2 separate regions of the Rattus norvegicus genome follow, and region 1 is linked to region 2. Evidence: chromatin contacts called from public Hi-C data. All regions are on one chromosome and are shown on one strand. The core of a region is the stretch at or near the end of the contact, and the rest is flanking DNA. Distances in the headings are between cores, read along the strand shown.

Evidence for each region. A called contact is a pair of places that touch in the nucleus more often than the background predicts.
Region 1: a Hi-C map of frontal cortex shows a contact between it and region 2, with 2.0 times the contacts expected there. The contact joins two enhancer-like sites.

Annotation. Positions count from the first base shown.
Region 1 is chr3:174,410,991-174,413,690 of GRCr8, reverse strand. No RefSeq gene overlaps it. Among named protein-coding and RNA genes, the nearest start is that of Cdh22, 22 kb to the right of the region's middle. Within about 2 kb of position 1,275, at least 3 of the 93 cell types and tissues checked have an H3K27ac peak or open chromatin away from gene starts, as enhancers often do.
Region 2 is chr3:174,118,376-174,121,096 of GRCr8, reverse strand. It overlaps a transcript of Slc12a5 not described here. Among named protein-coding and RNA genes, the nearest start is that of Slc12a5, 3.5 kb to the left of the region's middle. Within about 2 kb of position 1,421, at least 13 of the 93 cell types and tissues checked have an H3K27ac peak or open chromatin away from gene starts, as enhancers often do.

The DNA of each region.
Region 1 (2,700 bases), core at 26-2,525, 290 kb before region 2:
CTTCAGCTCCTGCCCCTGTGGCAATGGGAGCTCAGGCTGCCTCCCAGCCCAAGGGCAGGCTCCCTTTGACTCCTGACAACCGATCTCCCTCAGCACAGACAGCTAGAGCTTCCCTAAGAGTGTGGATGCACCCAGAGGCCCAGGCTGTGCCAGTTCCCAGCCCAGCCCCTCCTACCCCAGATACTGTATCCCTGGCCCACCCTCCCTCCCCGCTGAGTGAAAGATGTTTTCAGACTAGTTCACAAAGCCTCCAGTCTTCTTTCAATATTGTCTGGGGTGCTTTCTTGCCCCCCTCTCCCTCCAAATAGAGATTCTAAGAAGTGGGGTGATGGGAAGGGCTCTCTAAACCAGGTCTTCCAGACCCTTCCAGACCCTTCCCCCTAGCTCCTCTGCTTCAGCTGTGACCATGGGTCCCTCCACTTTGCAGTTCCGCCAATACACGGTCGGGAGACAGCTCTTCAAAGGCCTCCTGTCCAGGGGCACGTGCTCAAGAGCTTCTACCAAGTCACCAGGAACCACCCCCCACCAGAAGGGACTAGAGACTGGGTGTCCCTCTCCCATCAGATGGTTCATGGGGTGGACACTCACTTATTCATGACTTCCTTTTGCTGTCCAATGTATCCCTTCCTCCAAGTCAATGGCTGGCTTGGCCTGCCTCCCTCTATACCAAAGGGCTGGGTCCCCTTTGAGGTTGAACAATTCTTTTACAGGCGTTGCCTAAGGCCCTGGGAAAACACAAGTTCTGTATCTGCTCATATTTAATAGTAGCAAAATTACAGTTATGAAGTAGCAAATAATTGGGGGGGACACCCCGACACGAGGATCTGTATTAAAGGACTGCAGCATTTGGAAGCTTGAGAACCTCTATACAGAGACCCGGGAGAGTGCCTGGGGCCTGCCACAGCCTCTGGCCACTTAACATGCAGCCCTGGTGGTATGGTTGCAACAACCAAATGAGATTAGCTTGCTTGCTAACGCAAGTCCCCACTCGACACCACCCACGGCCCTGGTGCAGCCACCAGCTGTCACAGCGAGCCTCCTGCAGCCTGCCATCCATCTCCCGTCTAAATTGGGACCAGTAAGGGCCAGGTGGAAGGATAATAAAGGACCCTATCAGTCTTGGAGAATACCATCTCTCCCTAGTGGGAGTCAGTGATGGGGTGGGGTACAGAGGGAGACAAAGAAGATAAGGGTCTACACAGCTGCTTGTCCTCTGTGAAGGAGGGCCCCTTCCAGGGCCACCTGAGTCACTGGCCCACATAGGGGCCAGTGGCCTTAGCTTCTCCACACATAGGGCACCTGCCCAGCCAGCAACAAGATGCCACCGATGCCACCCAGTGGTCTGCAGTCCTGGAGATGAAACCGTTGCCCCTCTCTCATCCTCTCCAGAGGATCCAGCTGACAGGAAGCAGCCAGTGTGAGGGAGAGCTCCCTCTGCCTCCAATCCTTGTTTAGAAGGAAGAAAAGGCTGCAGTGTCCCTGTCTTCCCCCACCCCTTTCCTGGTTCTTGTCAGCTTCCCACTCTCCTTCCCCAGTTTACCCACTTCCCCACGTATTTCCAGACTCTTCCCATCTGCAAGATGGGGGTGATCTCCACTTATCTCAGGGCTATCCCGAGGCTCGAACGAGCTTGCCATTCTGTCTAGCTGTGTGAATTATATATATAGCTCAGTCCTAGGGATCATCTGCTGCTTGACAATTCCTGCTCCCCAGAGTCTGTGTGCTCTGGCCCTTGGCCTTTGTCTAACCATGGATCTGCTGCTCAGTAAGGTTCACTAGGAGTAGAGGGCTCTTCCAGAGATGGCATGCACAGCAGCGGGAGCAGGGAGCCTCGGGATGCAAAAGCAGCTTGGATTAGAGGCCCATCACAGGTCTTATCACAACACAGCCTGAATTGCCAGATCCAACCCTGGAAATTGCATTGCTTCCCCACTGGCTGGCCCCTCTCACCCCCTCCCTCCGTGACTGGATCTCTGCTGGATGAGACCGAGAGAGGGAGGTAGGAGAAACAGGTAGTCTTATTCAGATGGGGGCAGAGACTGGAAACAGGAGCAAGGTCAGCTTGAGACAGGACAGGGATGAAGAGACAGAGATGCCGATGTCTCCGCTGGTCCCACGAGGCCCAAGTTTCATGGGCCAGGTTGTGCCCTCTCAATCTTCTGGCCCCTGTCCAGCCTCCACCTTGGCGCCTCTGCAGGGCCCAGGGAAAGGCCCTGATGGCCAGGGCAGGTTCCTGGGCTGGAGCCCACCGGTGCTTGGAAGAAGCTGCAGTGAGTTCCTGGCAGAGCCAGGTTGCAGGTGGTCGGGGAATGGGCCACGGTGGCCAGCTGTGTAATCGGGCAAGCTCTCACCATGAAAGCCAAGAGCTAGGGGCAGGAGGTGGGCAGGGTCTGGGGAGCAGGAGTTTACGGAAGTCTTGGTTCACTGGCCTCTGCTGCTCACCTCAGGCCCCAGGCAGACCAGCCTGGAGCCTAGGGTGCAGCTTAGAGTCCAGGACCTCAGCAAGAGCTGCAGAAAAAGGCCTGGGGGAAAGTCCGCCATAGCTGTAGCCCAGCCCATTGCCAAACTTATTATGACAAAGCAGGCACTGCCCCACCCTCAACAGCTTAGCACCCCCTTATCAAACAACATCTCTGTCTGCAGCCTGAACATCTCAGAGCCTCTTACTAACCAGCAGGCTGTGTCCAGGCAGGAGTCTCT
Region 2 (2,721 bases), core at 172-2,671:
GGCAGAGCTGTGGAGACATGGACACTTTTTTTCCAGCCATCGCCATCTTGGGGTGTCCCCACCAGGGCATGCCTCTTCGTCTCTGGCTTTAGTGCTATTGCATCTCTGATCACCCGGGGAGTAAACCTATCCATGGGGATGTGTAGGTCCCCAGGGGAAACCGGTGAAGGCCAGAGTGACTACCTTACTGCCAGTCCTCAGTCCTCACTAGAGCTCTGACCTGAAGAGTTACCCAAGATGTGGGAAATACGGGTTCTTTTGTATCCTCTGAAGCAGAGTTCTGCTTATTCCTGGACAAAACCAAGTCCCCCTCTCTCTGGACTTCACCATAAAATAAAGGAGTGATTCCTCCCTCTCTTCTGTGAGTCTTAGATTAAAGCCATAGCTCTGTGTAAGAGAGTTTGCCTGGTGTGCACAAGACTACACCACAAAAGTATTTGGGGGGTCCCTAGCTGAGTGTAGGGGTGCACACCTATTAGGAGGTGCAGGCAGGGTTCTCATGACAAGTTTGAGGCTAGCATGGTCTACATGTGAGTGCCAAGCCAGACAGAACACTGCAAAGTGGAGAGGGGTGACATTTCTCCTGGAACATACAGACCAAGTAAGGGCAGAGTCCCAAAGGAAGACCCCAATCTGACACCACCCAAGGAGGCTGGGTCTCTCTCTCACCTTCCTAATGAGGTCTTGAGAAAACTCTTTGTAAGCACCTCCTACTTAGCCAACCCTGACCAATAAGAAGTGGCTTTCAGCTCTGAGGCCCGGGGAATCAGACTGCACTACTCAGCATCCCCTCCCCACGTAGGGGGACAGTTCAAAGCCCTAGGAAGATGGAGCAGTAGAGGAAAACTTCTGGATAGAGCAGCTTAAGGGACAGCCAAGAAGGGTCCTATTTTTGAATTCAGAATCTCCAAAATTCATACGCCCTCCCACCTTGTGTGTCTCAGAAGCTCAGTGAAGCTGCCTCTCTGCAGGAGGACTGGGGTGCTAGAAAGGACTTCATAAATTATTTTTTCCACTTACCACTTATGATGACACTGGAGTCTAGAAATGGAACGGGAATGGGAGGCTGAATTTAAAAGTGGAGACTAGAATCCAGCGCCCAACCTCTAGGCAGGCCCTCGCCACTAAGCTGAAGACCCAACTGTATCTCTTTTCCACGGGCATAGTATCCCCCCATTCAGCTCCCTCCCTACCCATTCTTATTATCCCCACGACCTACCCACCTCCTGTCACAGAGCTGAGGCTCCACCCGAAGCCTCTCTCCACCCTCCTCCTACCACCTGCATGCTCTATCCTCCAGGCCCAGATCCCAGCAGTGAGTGGAGTCCAGTGCACAGCACACCCCACACATATAGGGCTTGCCGCAGAGCACGTCAACCGCCACCGTCTCCGTGGCAACCGGGGGCTTAATTAACAGGCTGCAGCCCCATCGCCATGGCAACAGCACCCCAACAGCCCCCTATTCCCCTGCAGACTCAGCCTATCTTCCCAATTTCCCAATCTGGACCCCTTCTCCTGTAGCTCAGCCCTCCCCTCACCCTGCCTGGGAAAGCTGGGGCCTGCAGATAGCTCTGGTTCATTGAGAAGAGAGGAGGGGAAAGAGGGGGATGTGAAATAGAGAGGGAGGGGGAGGGGAGGGAGGGAGAGAGAGAGAGAGAGAGAGAGAGACCTGTCACCATGGCAACTGCAGCCCTGTTCATAACCAGTTTGTTGTCATGGAGATTCCTAGGGCTCACCTTGGGCTGAGGTGGGCAGTGAGGTTCTGAGTCTTGATTGAAGGTGAAGAAACCAATTGGGCAGAGGTATCCAGCACCTCTCTCTCTCTCTCTCTCTCTCTCTCTCTCTCTCTCTCTCTCTCTCTCTCACACACACACACACACACACACACACACACACACACACACACACACGCAGCATCATTTACAGATAGACTGAAACACGAGCTCTGAGTCCTAGAGAGGCCCCACCCTTACAGATCACCCAAATCTCTCACCTGATTTTTTGTTGTTGTCTGTTTGGAGTGTTTGATTTGACTTGGTTTTGAACCAGGGTCTTTAGTACCAAGGCTGGACTGCCTTAGCCTCCTGGGATTATAGGTGTGACCACCGCCACAAACTCATTGTCAGTACTACTATTGGAGGAAGGGCCCTTTCAGCTTTATACCACAGACAGGTAAAGTGAGGCCCAGGGAGGAAAAGCAGTGTGTTTGAGATGATACCACAGAGCATGACCCAGAGCATGTGTGGCCCATCTTATGATCTTGCTTCATCCTCTAGAAAAATTATTTCATTCTACCTCCATAAAAGCAAACCCCAGTTTCTGTGAGCCTGACCAGACCCAGGGTCCCTTCCCATTGTCCAGGCTCCCCCTGAAAAGTCGTAGGTGAAGGGATCTGGGCTTGGCTCAGGCACATAAGAATTTGTCCCATGTCTACTTCTATCCCAGGAGGTCGCCATCAACCTTTCTTCCCATGGACCAAAAGCGGCAGCCAAAGCATGGGGTTCAAGGTGCACTCAAGGCTCAGCCGCTTGTGGGGCTCTTTTTATTCCTGGAGGTCATACAGCAGGTGACGCTTCAAGGGGCAAACCCTGTATCCTGGGCCCACTGTAAAACATGATGCTCACACACATGGGGTTCGCCAAAGTCTCCCCACAGCCACTCCCAACCTTATACATGCGGTCATGGCTCCCTTTGGGCCTGGAGACAGAGGTAAGGAGAGCA